2 separate regions of the Capra hircus genome follow, and region 2 is linked to region 1. The links are chromatin contacts, called in public Hi-C maps. All regions are on one chromosome and are shown on one strand. Each heading gives the region's core, a stretch centred on a gene start, on an enhancer-like site or on the middle of the called end of the contact. The rest is flanking DNA. Distances are from core to core; before and after follow the strand shown.

The links. Hi-C and Micro-C count contacts between places; a contact is called where the count stands out from the background.
Region 2: a contact with region 1 is called in a Hi-C map of blood, with 2.7 times the contacts expected there. The contact joins the enhancer-like site here to the promoter of RPS3 in region 1. A contact is called at or near these places in 4 of 5 Hi-C or Micro-C datasets (blood and liver).

Annotation. Positions count from the first base shown.
Region 1 is chr15:28,419,441-28,425,786 of ARS1.2, forward strand. RPS3 (40S ribosomal protein S3) reads right to left here and starts at 2,344. Exons shown (of 7, transcript XM_005689986.2): 1 at 2,259-2,344; 2 at 1,297-1,427; 3 at 932-1,025; 4 at 1-56. The coding sequence starts at 2,288.
Region 2 is chr15:28,519,270-28,526,351 of ARS1.2, forward strand. It overlaps ARRB1 (beta-arrestin-1), which reads left to right. Exons shown (of 15, transcript XM_018059340.1): 6 at 958-1,017; 7 at 1,813-1,880; 8 at 4,727-4,862; 9 at 5,834-5,918; 10 at 6,347-6,419. Among named protein-coding and RNA genes, the nearest start is that of TPBGL, 30 kb to the right of the region's middle. Within about 2 kb of position 2,657, at least 3 of the 5 cell types and tissues checked have an H3K27ac peak or open chromatin away from gene starts, as enhancers often do.

The sequences.
Region 1 (6,346 bases), core at 1,094-3,593:
GACTCTGCCTGGGCAATGGCACACAGTCCTCTTGTGGCTACCTTTTCAGCATAAAGCTTTAAAGAAAACAAGGCACATTCTTAAACTTGTTACACTCAACACCGTTTTCAACTAAAAATCAGCACATTCATGATTCAAGCAGACACCACTCTATGTATCACTATATTTGTTCTCATTTAGTGGATGAGTGTGCAACCCTATTGGCTACAGCCCACCAGGCTCCTCCTCTTCTCCAGGCAAGAATACTGGTGTAGGTTACCATGCCCTCCTCCAGGAGATCTTCCTGACTCAGGGACTGAACCCACGTCTCCTGCATTGGCATGCAGATTCTTTACCAGTAAGCCACCTGGGAAGCCCTTCACTGTACTACCCAAGTATTAAAGCACTTCTAATGCCCACATCTAACAAACACTCAGGGACGTAGACTGAACTGAACCGTTCCTCATTTTTCTCCCACCCCCACCTCTTTCCACAGCCAAATCATGGAGATCAATGGGCAGCCAACCTCTCCTATGTATCATTACTAATTCCAAGATGGGTATAAACTGCTGCCAACTGCTTATTAAAAGACCTTCAACAAAATACCAGTCCATTTGTAATACTCACTGATCACAAGTAAGCTTTCAGGGTGATAATATGAGTTTTCAGAAGTACCATCCTAAAGAGGGCTTCCCTGGTGGCTCAGATGGTAAAGAATCCGCCTGCAATGTGGGAGACCTGGGTTCAATCGCATGGTTGGGAAGATCCCCTGGAGGAGGGCATGGCAACCAGCTCCAGAATTCTTGCCTGGAAGAATCCCCATGGACAGAGAAGCCTTGGGGCCATGGGGGTCACAAAGAGTTGGACACGACTGAGCGACAAAGCACAGCACCATCCTGAAGAGCCATTTCTAGCTCCAGAGTAGCCTCTGGCACAAGCCAGGATCACTCACCTCTACACTGCCTTCAGGGAAGCCGAATCTCTTCTGAACCACAGCAGTCAATTCCCGGATCCGCCGGCCCTTCTCACCAAGTACATTCTGTGTCCTGGGGAAAATGAAGAGTGACAATTCACAGCTCTCATAACATTACAGATGTAATTTTAAACCTTGCACACATGTGGTAGTAAAAATCTAATTCATCTGACACAAGAAAGCATAAATTTTGGATGACAAGAACTAAGAGATTATCTTTTTTTTTAATGCAGCTTAAAAACTCATTCACTACGACTCAACTGTTTTTCTGCTACGTTTACAGAAGAAATCACCTTAGTGCAGACAACAATTACAGGTGATGGCCAGAAAAATGAATTTTTTACCTGGTGGCCAAGATAATGATCTCTGTCCTGGTTGGTGTAACTCGGACCTCAACTCCAGAGTACCCATCTTCGGCCAGCTCCCGAGTGAGAAACTCGTTCAGTTCAGCTTTGAAGATGCCATCAGCGACAAACTAACCAAAAGTAAAATGAAAATGAGGATCTGGACATGGACTCAGGTTTCTAGCCCAGTCAATGCAACCCTGATCAAAATTCAACACCTCCAACCAACGACCCATCATTAATTATTTTGCCTTGTTCCAGAGAAAACATAGCAACCCTTCTCAGACAAATGCCTCTAAGTCATCTTTTCGAAGTTAACTTTGACCCAGGCCCTTAAAACTGTGCCACAGAACGCGGCACAGGGTAGGGGTCACCTGGACAAAGAGAACACCTCCAGTCAGACTCGTCATCTCCTCTTCATTGAAGGGTTTTAAATTATCAAACCGTTTCCCCCAGGTCCCTTCCCTCTATTTCCCCAGAACGTTTCCTTGACCCCAAGATAGAACAAGAAATTGTCAGTAACCTTCCAAACTGAGGTCCTTGGGGTTAGAAGCCTGAACCCAAACACGCCTAGGAAGGCGGCAAGCAAACACTGCTACCTCCCTTTCTCAAAGCTATCATTCAATGAGGGAAAAGGCTCAGGCATTCAAAACATCACGTTTAGTAACTTTACTAACTACTGACTAAGAAAGGCTCACAAGCGCTCCTCCACGGCAGGAGGAGCCCTCAGTGCTCATCTCTGCTCTCCGCCCGGAACCGGCAGAAATCCTTCTCTCCCATCCCAGCCATACCGCTCTCAGCAGCCTGCGCTCAATCCACCGCCATCCGCAGCCCACGGGAAAGCGACACAGTCCGGCCGCTGCCCCGGGTATAGCGAAGAGCTATAGGTCTCGGAATAGCACCCAGAGAGGCTCCTGACCCGTGAAACGCCACTTCCCTACAACCGGGCCCCGGGATCTCACCTTCCTCTTTTTGGAAATTTGCACGGCCATCTTGCCGACGCGAGCCGCCGAAAGGAAAGGAAGTGGCAAGCGGGCGGAAGTGCGTATAAAGGGCGCTGTGCGACGACAAAGAACTGCGCGACGTCGATGCCTGTGAGCGCTCATGGGAAGTGTAGTTTTCACTTTGGTAAAAGGAAAGAAAAGCGCGGTGCAAGGGTTGATGCTTTTGAACTGTGAGGTGTTGGGGAAGACTCTTGAGAGTTCCTTGGACTGCAAGGAGGTCAAAGCAGTCAATCCTAAAGGAAATCAATCCTCAGTATTCATTGGAAGAACTGATGCTGAAGCTGAAGCTCCAATACTTTGGCCATCTGATGCAAAGAGCTGACTCATTGGAAAAGACCCTGATACTGCCTTTAGAAAGACTAAAGTCAGGAGGAGAAGGGGAGGACACAAAGGATGAGACGGTTGGATGGCATCACCGACTCAATGGACATGAGTTTGAGCAAACTCCGGGAGATGGCGATGGACAGGGAAACCGGGCGTGCTGCAGCCCATGGGGTCGCAAAGAGTTGGACACAACTGAGCGGCTGAACAACAACAATATCCAGAAAGCTGGGGCTTTCCAGGTGGCACTAGCGGTAAAGAACCCGCCTGCAAATGGAGGAGAGAGAGTGGTGAGGGGTCGATCATAGGGATGAGGGGTCGATCTCCAGGTCAGGAAGATCCACTGGAGGAGGGCATGGCAACCCACTCCAGTTTTCTTGCCTGGACGATCCCATAGACAGAGGAGCCAATATCTCAATCAGAGCTTTAAAAATTCAGAGAAGTTTAGAGTCCAGTTCTCATCAGTTTAATTAGAGCCCAGTTCTCATCAGTTTAAAACCAAGTATAAACACACACTTATCTGCTCACTTTATTCTTTAATGAAATAAAAGAATAAAAAAATAAAAGCACTTTTGGGCTGAAAGCCCTCAAAGGAATTCACTGAGGCACCTATTTCTTCCAATTTATGTCCACTTCCTCTGTTGCAAACTGATAATATATATATAATATGTCTTAAATATTCTAAGGGCTGTTTTAGGACTTTATATTATTAATTCATTACCTCTACCTCACGTTCATAAAGTCTTACAGCTTGTAACAGAAGTCACGATAATGGCTCGCAATTCTTTTTCAATTAAAAAAATCTCCCCTCACAGATTTTATTACAAAAAATTTCAAACATACAGAAAAGTTGGAAGAACTGTACAGTGTACACCCATATATGCATCCCTTAGGTGCTGCAATTAACATTTTTTTCTGTATTTGCTTTATCAGATATTTATCCTTGCCTCTATCCACCTAACAATGCATCTTTTGATACATTTCAAAGTTACTTTCAGGCATCAGGACGCTTCACGCCTTAAACTTTCCCAACAGTTTTTTTTTTTTTTTCAGTTTTATTGAGAAATAATTGACATACATCAATGTATAAGTTTAAGGCAAACAACATAATGGCTTGATTCACTTATATCATTAAATGATTACCACAAAAGATTCAGATAACATCCATCATCTTATATAGATACAAACATAAATTGAAAAAAGAGAAAAGGTTTCCTTGTGATGAACACTTTTATTTTAAATCTGAAGTTTATTTCTATTTAAAAAATTAGAAAATTTCTTTATAAAACTGTTTTATATTTTTCTTAAAAATACAGAAATATCTAGCAAAATTGTGGCCCCACATTTCCTCATACCAGCACTCTCCTTTCCCGTTATATGGGAAAGGGTTTTCCAATGTGCCACGGTTCCTGACAGCTTCGCTCACTGGTTGTCTGGTCCTAGAAGCCATCTGAGCTTTTGCCAGCACTGAAACACCTCTGATGCTGAGATGCTCTGATCCTATAGTCATGGCCTTAACAGAGTTCTGGGGGGACTCTGTACAGAGGGACCAGAGAAGATGGAAAGAAATGGATGAACCAAAGAGACTTGCTGTGGATCTAATGTACCTTGGTGATGGACTGAGGTTGAGGGGAGAATTGAAAATGACATCACGGCTAGATGCTTAGTGACAACCCTCACTGAGGTAAGGAAATCAGGAATAGGCTTTTTCTCCATGTCTCTCCCTCTGTCACTTCCTCTAGAATTGGGCCTCCTCTAGCTGTTCCCGTAACTAGCACACTCACCTCACTGGGTTGGAATGGCCTATTTATGTGCTTCTCTCACTAGACCGTAAACTTCCTAAGTGCAGAGACCAAGTCTATTTTGTTCATTACACCCAGAGTCTAGGATATGGCCTGGCTCAGGCCCAGTGTCAATCAAAGTTTGATTATCAAAGAAATTAATTAACAAATTCTGGTTTTAGATCAGTTCTTAGTAGTGTGGCTCATATAAATATCCTTGCATCTTACTGGGATACCCACAAAACCAAGTTGTGGAGACTCAAAGTTAAGGATCAGACCATGGAGAATTCTTTGATGTAAACACCACCTCTGGAGTCTCCATGGTAGTTCATCCCCTGCCCCTTCCCAATGACGCAAGAGGATGCCTGCCTGGGTATTGTCCTCTGGTCCTAGGAGAAAGCCCATGAAGGAAGCCTTTATCATGATGCCTTCCTCTTTATCTACTATAAGAAGACATTATATCACTCAAAATCACACTGTAAAAATAATAGTAGTCACATTACACTGAATTCTAATTAAAAATAGGGAATGTCCTGGTTGTCCAGTGGTTAGGACTCTGCTTTCTCCCAAGGGCCCAGGTTCAGTTGCTGATCAGGGAACTAAGATCCCACAAGCTGCTCGACATGGCCCAAAGAAGAAAAGATATCTGACTTTGGGACTTCCCTGGTGATCCAGTGGTTAAGACTCTGTGCTTCCACTGCAGGGGTGCAGGTTCCATCCCTGGTCAGGGAACTAAGACAAGGCATGCCCCACAGTGAAGCCCCCCCCCCAAAAAATGTTGGGACTGTTAGAGTAAGTTGTTAATCTCTTCCCAAACATCCAAAATGTAAACAGGGTTTACTCAGTTTGGCCGTTCATGCCACAGAAGTGTACCTGGAACTGTGAAGAAAGGGCGATGTGTCTGTGAGGGCCACACAAGTCTTGTCCTGAAATTCCTAGAAATCAAAGGTAAGGCATGCCTGGTTGAATGAATATAGCCCACAGTTTTGGAGAACAGTGTAGTTACTTAAAGACCAGACCAGTGGAATCTCACAGAAAGCATTTAGCATATGTGGATCCAACTAGAGGAGCTTGGCAAAAAAGGAAGAGAGAACTTAGAGTGAAACTGGGTGTGCCTGCCTCCCTGTTCCCTCAGCATGTGAGATGGAGAACTGAAGAGCCCTTCTGCTTAACCAGGCTGTGTAGGTCTTGCTTCCCTGAGGGCCTGCTCTTCCCTGAGGATGAGCATCTAGCTGGGCTGAGTGTTCAGTGACTTATATTTTTTTTTCTACAAGACCCCTGAATAAGCCAACAACTTTTCCTAGTGTTCAATAAAAGAACCAGGGATCTGTGCGAATCCTGAGGGAACACTGGATTCACAGAGAGAGGCTACATCAGTCTCTACTAGAGCCCCTCTTAAGGGATTGCTGTTTGAGGATAATATCCACGCTATTTGGTCATCGCTGTTTTGTTTGTTTACTTATTTGGGCTGCGCTGGTCTCTGCTGCTGTGCATGGCCTTTCTCTAGTTGCAGCGAGCAGGAGCTACTCTTCACTGTGGTGCTCAGGCTTCTCATCGCTGTGGCTTCTCTTGCTGCAGAGCCCAGGCTCTAGGTGCTCAGGCTTCAGCAGTTGCAATGAATAGGCTTAGTTGCTCCAAGGCGCATGGAATCCTCTGAGACCAGGGATCAAAACCAGGTCCCCTGCATTGTCAGGCGGATTTCCAACCATTGGATCACCAGGGACGTCCCAGTCATCAAGTACTTTAGATAGTAACACCTTCAAGTGAAATATGATGATTCCATCGCATTTTCAATGATTTGAATAAAATTCATCAGTGACTCACTCTGAACCTGGAACTGAGTCTCTGACTATCAATAGAACAATATTACAGAATAAATTTCAAAATAGTTTTCATTGTTTTGTTTTATTTGGCCTCGCTGTGTGGCTTGTGGGATCTTAGTTC
Region 2 (7,082 bases), core at 1,407-3,906, 100 kb after region 1:
GCCCACTAACCCTGCTTCAACCCAACTCCCAAACAAGAACGCAAGTACTGGATTTCCCTGTGCAGCCGCCTTTCCACTCCAGGATTCTGGATTTTCAGACCTCCTGTTTCTCAGACTCTGATTCTGTGATTCAGTGAAATCCCCTGACTGTGCAAGTCAGAGAAGGAGACAGTATAAGGAGCCATCCTCTCTGTTATAGACATATGATGACTGCTGTAATGAACCCTTGCAAACCTAGCAGTAATTAAACCTGCCAATTAGAATACAAATGTGTTATTTTACAGTTCTGAAGGTCGGAAGTCAAAAACAGCTTTCATGGGCTAAAATCAAGTGTCAGCAGGGCTGCATTCTCTCTGGAGCTCTGGGATAGAAACTGCTTCCTTGCCTTTTCCTGCTGCTAGAAACTGCTCACATTCTTTGGCCCCTGGCCCAGCCCTTTTCCATCTTCAAAGCCAGCAATGGCCGGTCCAGTCTTTCTCGAATCCCATCACTGTGATGCTGCTTTCGCTGCTAAAACACTGTGATTATGGTGGGCCCACCTGGCTAATCCAGGGTAATCTCCCCATCTCAGGATGCTTCACCAAATTACACTGTAAGACCCTTTTGCCCTTTTAGGTAACATTATCACAGGTTTTGGAGATTAGAATGTGAACATCTTCAGGGGGCCATTATTCTACCTACAACAGTGCACATCATAGAAAGACCTTTTCAGCTCTTGTTCTGGGCGGGCTGCGATGCACTGAAATCCTTGGCCTTATTGCAGGGGCCTCTAGTGTAACATGAGGCATGGCTTAGCATGTTCTGGTGGGGTAAACATGGTCTGTCCTGTGAATTGCCTAGTCTGATGGAAGGGACGTGGTCAGTCCTTAGGGGCCCAGGCCTGATGAACGTGTGTGGGGGTGGGAGGCATGGAGAGGTCGGCGGTGAACGTGACAGGTGTCTCTGTCCTCTTAACAGATCCCTCCGAACCTCCCATGCTCTGTGACGTTGCAGCCGGGACCTGAAGATACAGGGAAGGTGGGTCACCCCCGAGGGAGCATCTCTCTGGGTTCAGGACACTGTGTCCCCAGGTCCCCAGCTCTCTCTCTGTCTGGAGGGTGCTGGAATTCTCCCTGTAGAAGCCTCCTTGTGTGTAAGCTAGGCTGATCCCACCTCAGATAAGCAGTCTTTTCAGACAGGGCGGCGCATATGGCATCACCCTCATCCCCTACACTCAGTTATGTGCCCAGGGCCTCTCCCAAGTCACTCACGCTGGCCTCGGTGTTGGCTGCAAAATGTTCTCTGGCAAATCGTCCGGCCTCACAAACCCTGTGTGGAGGTGCAGTCATCACTGTCTCACAGGTGGGGAAACAGAGGCTCGGACATAGGTGACCCCACGAGTGTTCCAGGCCTCGGAGCTCGGAGCCTGTTTCCTCATCTGTGAAATGGATGTGGTGGGATGTACCTCATCATCTGGTCCAAAGGGTAGGGCAAGATGCTGAAGGGGTGCCCAGGGCAGGGTCTATATGGTTGGGGGTGGGGGTGGTCCTATATAGGGCTGTTGAAAGGCTTGTTGTTATTTCTGGGCAACTGCCTTATTGAGGACAGACAGCCAGGACTCTGGAGCCCAGCTGGTCAGGGAGCTGCTCTGTGGGAGGGTCAGATGAGGGAGGCAGCTCCGCACAGGCTGAGTGCAGGGCTCCTACTCAGACGAGGGCATCAGGCCTGGGAACCTGATATTCGCATCCAGCGGCCTTGTTAAATGAGAGGGTGGGTAGGCCGTGCTCAGCGGAGCCGGCCCTCTCCACTGAGGTCAGCGACCCTCCCCTGCAGGCCTGCGGTGTGGACTACGAAGTGAAAGCCTTCTGTGCGGAGAACCTGGAGGAGAAGATCCACAAGCGGTGAGGAGGGTGCAGCTTCTATCCGTGTGGGTGTGGGCTGCCTGCTGGCAGAGGGAGGGAGACAGGACAGGCACGGTTCAGTTGGAGGAAGACAGAAGTAACAATGCCTGGAAGTGGGAGAGGAGGGGCCTTGCATTCCAGCCTTGGAAACTCCAAGGGCACTGGGGAAGGCTGGCAGGTGGGGAGGGCTTCCTGGGGGAGGTGGCTCCATTACCCTGACTCAGGCCTCAGCACTTTTTCCTTTGCATCACTGTACCCACTTCCCTTATCGCCCTGCTTCTAATCTCTTCCTCTCCAGACTGCATGTCCTTTAATTTTGTTTTGGAAAAAAATCTGAAATTCAGATTGTTTTAAACAGTGAGCAAGATGTTTCCCGGCCAGCTTGGACCCCCTTTTCCCAGTTCTCCTGGGAGGTCATCAGCAGGAGGTTGTGGGGGTGGGGTAAGGGGTGTCAATGGAGGCTTCTGAACAGGGAAGGGAAGTGGAGAAAGTGAACCCACCCAGGGCAGACAGAGGAGGTCTGCCATGTCTCAAAGAGGGAAGCATTTTCCTGGAGAGACACAGCCCTGGGCAGACAGACAGACCAGGCTAGCAGCCAGAAATAGCTGGCCCTGATTTATAGGGTGAGCTGCCCAACCCTGCTCTCATACCTGTCCCTCTCGGGGTCGGGTTTTGCTTTGCCTCCTGGCAAGGCTGGCCAGGGTCCCCAACTCTGCGTCCTGCTGCAGGCTTCCAGAGGACGCAGCATCCTCTTAGGGAGTGGGCTGAGTTTGCCGCCTGGTGGTCATATGATGCATTGCACCTCTCCAACTCCAGTTGGACAACTTACAGCGTGTAGGAAGATGGGACCTTTGTCCCTTGCTTCTCTGTTCCCCGTTTCTTCTTAAGACTTGCGACCAAGAGAAAGGAAGAGGGGTGTAGGTTGTGCTAAGTAGCCTACCTAGAGCAAGGAAGGGGAGGCAACATTGAGAGCCAGCACTCTCAACCTATTGCCAATTTGACATTTTAAGTCCACACCAGAATTTACTAATAATGATAGAGCAACTCACACTTACCAGTTTATTAGGCATCAGACACAGTTCAATGTGATGGACATGTACAAACTAATTTAATCCTCACAGCAACCCTAAGAAGTCAGTCCTGCTATCGTCACCATTTTACAGATGAGGAGACTGAGGCACGGAGGTTCATTTACTTAAGGTCATATAATTAGTATGGGGAGAATTAGGGCTTTAAAAAAAAATGATTTCTTTTTTATGTAGATCATCTCTAAAGACTTTATTGAATTTGTTACAATATTGCCTGTGTTTTATGTTTTGGTTTTTTGGCCGTGAAACATGTAGGATCTTAGCTCCCCAACTAGGCATCAAACCTACACCTCCTGCGTTGGAAGGCAAAGTCTTAACCACTGCACTGCCAGGGAAGTCCAAGAGCAAGGACTTCAACCTTGGTTATCCAGCTGTAGGAAATGGAGGTGGCTTATTTGAGAAATGGGAATGCTGGGACACCACCTGACTGAGTCCCCATCCCCTCACCAAATCTTCCTGGCCCCGTTTCCTCCCTGAGCCCATCATGTTCATTGAGCCCCACCTCGTCTCTGAGTGTCCCTCCTCTCACTGAGTCTTTTTTCTCTGTACTGGCCTCCCTCCCCCTGATGGAATCCACACGCCCGTCACTGAGTTCCATCACCTCTCCATGCCCTTGTATCTTCCTGGGGCCCTTGTCCCCTGTGTATATTTTTACTTAATAGCTATTTGGTAAGTATTTATTATATGGTAGCCAGCACTGTCTTAGATACTGAGAATACAGCAATGAACAATTTAGACAAAAACTTCTGTCCTTAAAGCAGGAGTCCCCAACCTTTGTGGAGCCAGGAACTGGTTTCTGGCTGAACAGGTTTCTGAACAGGAAGACAATTTTTCCATGGACCAAGGTTGGTGGGTGGGTGGGTGGGGGATGGTTTGGGGATGATTCAAGTACATTGCATTTATTGTGCACTATTTTCCCATTACTATTACATAAGCTCCTCCTTTGATCATCAGGCATTAGATACCAGAGGTTGGGAACCCCTCCCTTAAAGGGCTCATACCATTAGCGACATAAGGGATGCAGAAAGTGCTCTTTCTTAGCATCCTGCTGGTGGTGGTTTAGTTGCTAAGTCATGTCCGATTCTTTGTGACGCCATAGACTATAGCCCGCCAGGCTCCTCTGTCCATGGAATTTTCCAGGCAAGAGTACTGGAATCTTCCAGGCAAGAATACATGGAATCTTCCAGGCAAGATCCTTCTGCAGGGGATCTTCCTGACCCAGGAGTCAAACCCAGGTCTCCTGCATTGCAGGTGGATTCTTTACCAACTAGCCACCCGGGAAGCATCCTGCTGGCTACCAAAACACAGATCCACACACAGTACTGCCATGGGATGGCTTGGCCTCTGATGTGGTGGGAGTTCAGACCAGGAAAAGATCAGAGTGGATGGATCCAGGAAGTTTCCTGGAAGAACAGGTGTTTGGCTGAGCCTTGCAGAAGGAAGCCAATGAGGGGAGAAGCCGGAAGAGAGTGTTATAGGTTGTGACCCAAGGTATGCAAAGCTTCAGAAATAGTGCTAGAGGGACCATCAAGCATGAGAGTGAGGATCTAGAGGATGCTAGGGACTCCCAGGATGGAGGAGGTTGGAGTGGGACCAGCTGGTAACAGGGCGCTATGCCAATGTCTGCAGTTTGGACTGGAGTCCAAGGAGATGAGAACCATGGCGATCTCCTGAGCAAGAGAAAGATGTGAGGGTCACAAGGGAAGGGGATGGAGGTGGGGGACTCTGGTCATCGTTTGCTCTGCCCACGTCCACTAGGAATTCTGTGCGCCTGGTCATCCGGAAGGTTCAGTATGCCCCAGAGAGGCCTGGCCCCCAGCCCACGGCGGAGACCACCAGGCAGTTCCTCATGTCGGACAAGCCCTTGCATCTGGAGGCCTCCCTGGACAAGGAGGTAGGAGGTTGGGGCTTGGCATGGGTGGGGCTGCCCTCCCAGGACTGGAGCCTTAGATCCCAGCTCTCTCACACCCTCTAGGATTCCCCAGGTGGGAGCTTCTGGCTCTAGCCCGAGGACCACAGCACTCAGGGAAGCTGAGACCTCTTGGGAGATTTGGGGAAGCCTCTGGGGACTGAAGGGGTGACAGAGGAGGGGCATGAGCCTGAAGGATGCGGTTGACTTCAGAAGTCAGTGTGCCTTCTGAAGAGTCCTGGGTCCTGGCCGTCTCCCTGCATCCCCATCCCCCTTTGAAGTGTGAGCACCCCCTCTCCCTCTTGGGGGCACAGTGAAGGCAAGTGCTTGGGCCAAGATACAAATCGAGGCTTCAGTGAGGTTTCAGGGCCAGGGGCTTGATGTATCACTTACTCCAGCCCCTCCAATGGACAGCGGGGGAAACCGAGGCTTAGATAGCCTGTCCAAGGCCTTATCACTCTCATCTTTATTATTGTTAGTATTACTGTTATCATTACTTTTGGTGACCAACCCAGGATTGTAGTGTGCTTAGTCACTCAGTCATGTCCAACTCTTTGCGACCCCGTGGACTGTAGCCCACCAGGCTCCTCTGTCCATGGGGATTCTCCAGGCAAGAATACTGGAGTGGGTTTCCATGCCCTCCTCCAGGGGATCTTCCTAACCCAGGTCTCCCGCATTGCAGATGGATTCTTTACCATCTGAGCCACCAGGGAAGCCCAGAGCCTAGAATTATTACCTTCTAATTCAATTATCTTTCAAGGTCCACAGAGGAACTTAAGTCTAACATGCCTGGTGGCTTAGCATCAGTGGGAAGTGACTGATGAGCTTGGGGCCAATGTCAGAGTGGCCAAGGCCTGGGGAACCCCAGGAAATGTGTGTGGGGCCTCATCTCCCTCCCCTTCAACTAAAGCTTTGGAATCTTTCCCCTCTCCCCGGCTACTTCTTCCACCTCCCAGATCTACTACCACGGAGAACCCATCAGCGTCAACGTCCATGTCACCAACAACACCAACAAGACAGTGAAGAAGATCAAGATCTCGGGTACCCAGGCAGAGGGCCAGTCCAGGGGACGGGCAAGGGGACTCCTTCCAGAGGTTGGGGGCAGCCGAAGGCTCTCTCTTTGCTAACAGCCCTGTAAATAACCACTAGCCTGAAGGGAAGACTAAGGCCTGCTCTACGCTGAAGGGTAAGGCTTTTGAGGCTGGTAACTCAGGCTGCTTACTGGCCAGGTAATGAGTTTACTGTTGAAGCCCTTCTTCTAAGTTCCCTCGACAGAGCTGTCCTTGAGGGGGAGATTTTTGGTTATGGAAGGAAGTGGGCCTGTTCAGGCTGCCCTTTGGGTGGAGGATGGGGTCCATCTCCTGCAGAAACTCGTGGTGGCCTCTGGCTGTTAGCTGGGGCTGAACATCCCAACTCAGAGAGCCTGGGACCCCTGGACTCACCCACCTTGTTTCCCTCTTTCTCTGCAGTGCGCCAGTATGCAGACATCTGTCTGTTCAACACAGCCCAGTACAAGTGCCCTGTGGCCATGGAAGAGGCTGAGTAAGTGAGCACAAGCCCAGCCTTGGACGGGTGGAAACAGCTGGGGAAAAGAGAAGCCCTGGGTCCAGTTACAGGTCCAGTAGCTCTTCTCCACCTGGCAGAGGGTCTGGCCTTAGACTTGCTGCTCAGAGTAGTTGGCCCTGAATAGCTTTTTTAAAAACCACCCAGCCACTTGGTTTAGCTACAAGGAAATACATGCTTCAGTCAGGGTAAAGACCCACTAAAACTAGAATGCAAAATAAGAGCTAGTGAATCTGCGAGGAGTGGGGCTGTGGAAACCTAGATTGCCTGGAGCCTTCTGAATTGGGGTTGCCGCTGCCCCCAGTGTGCAGAGAAGGAAGTGGGGGCAGAGAGATGTGACTTGCTCAACCTCACAGGGCTGGCCAGTGGCAGAGCTGGGGCTCCAAGGCTTGCTGCACCCCAGCTCTCTTATTGTTGTAAAGGGGCTAGGGGGTGGAGCAAAAGTAGGTAAAAACTGAACAACCCAAACACCTTACACACGATGGACAGAGATGAGATACAGCAAGTAAGGTCTTCATTGTAGAACTTAGGAGGTGAGTGATCACTGCACAATTCTTTCAGTTTTCCTATATGTTTGAAATTTTTTCATAGTAATACGTTAGGGGAAAAACAGGCCACCCTCTCTCCACTAAAAAAAATTAT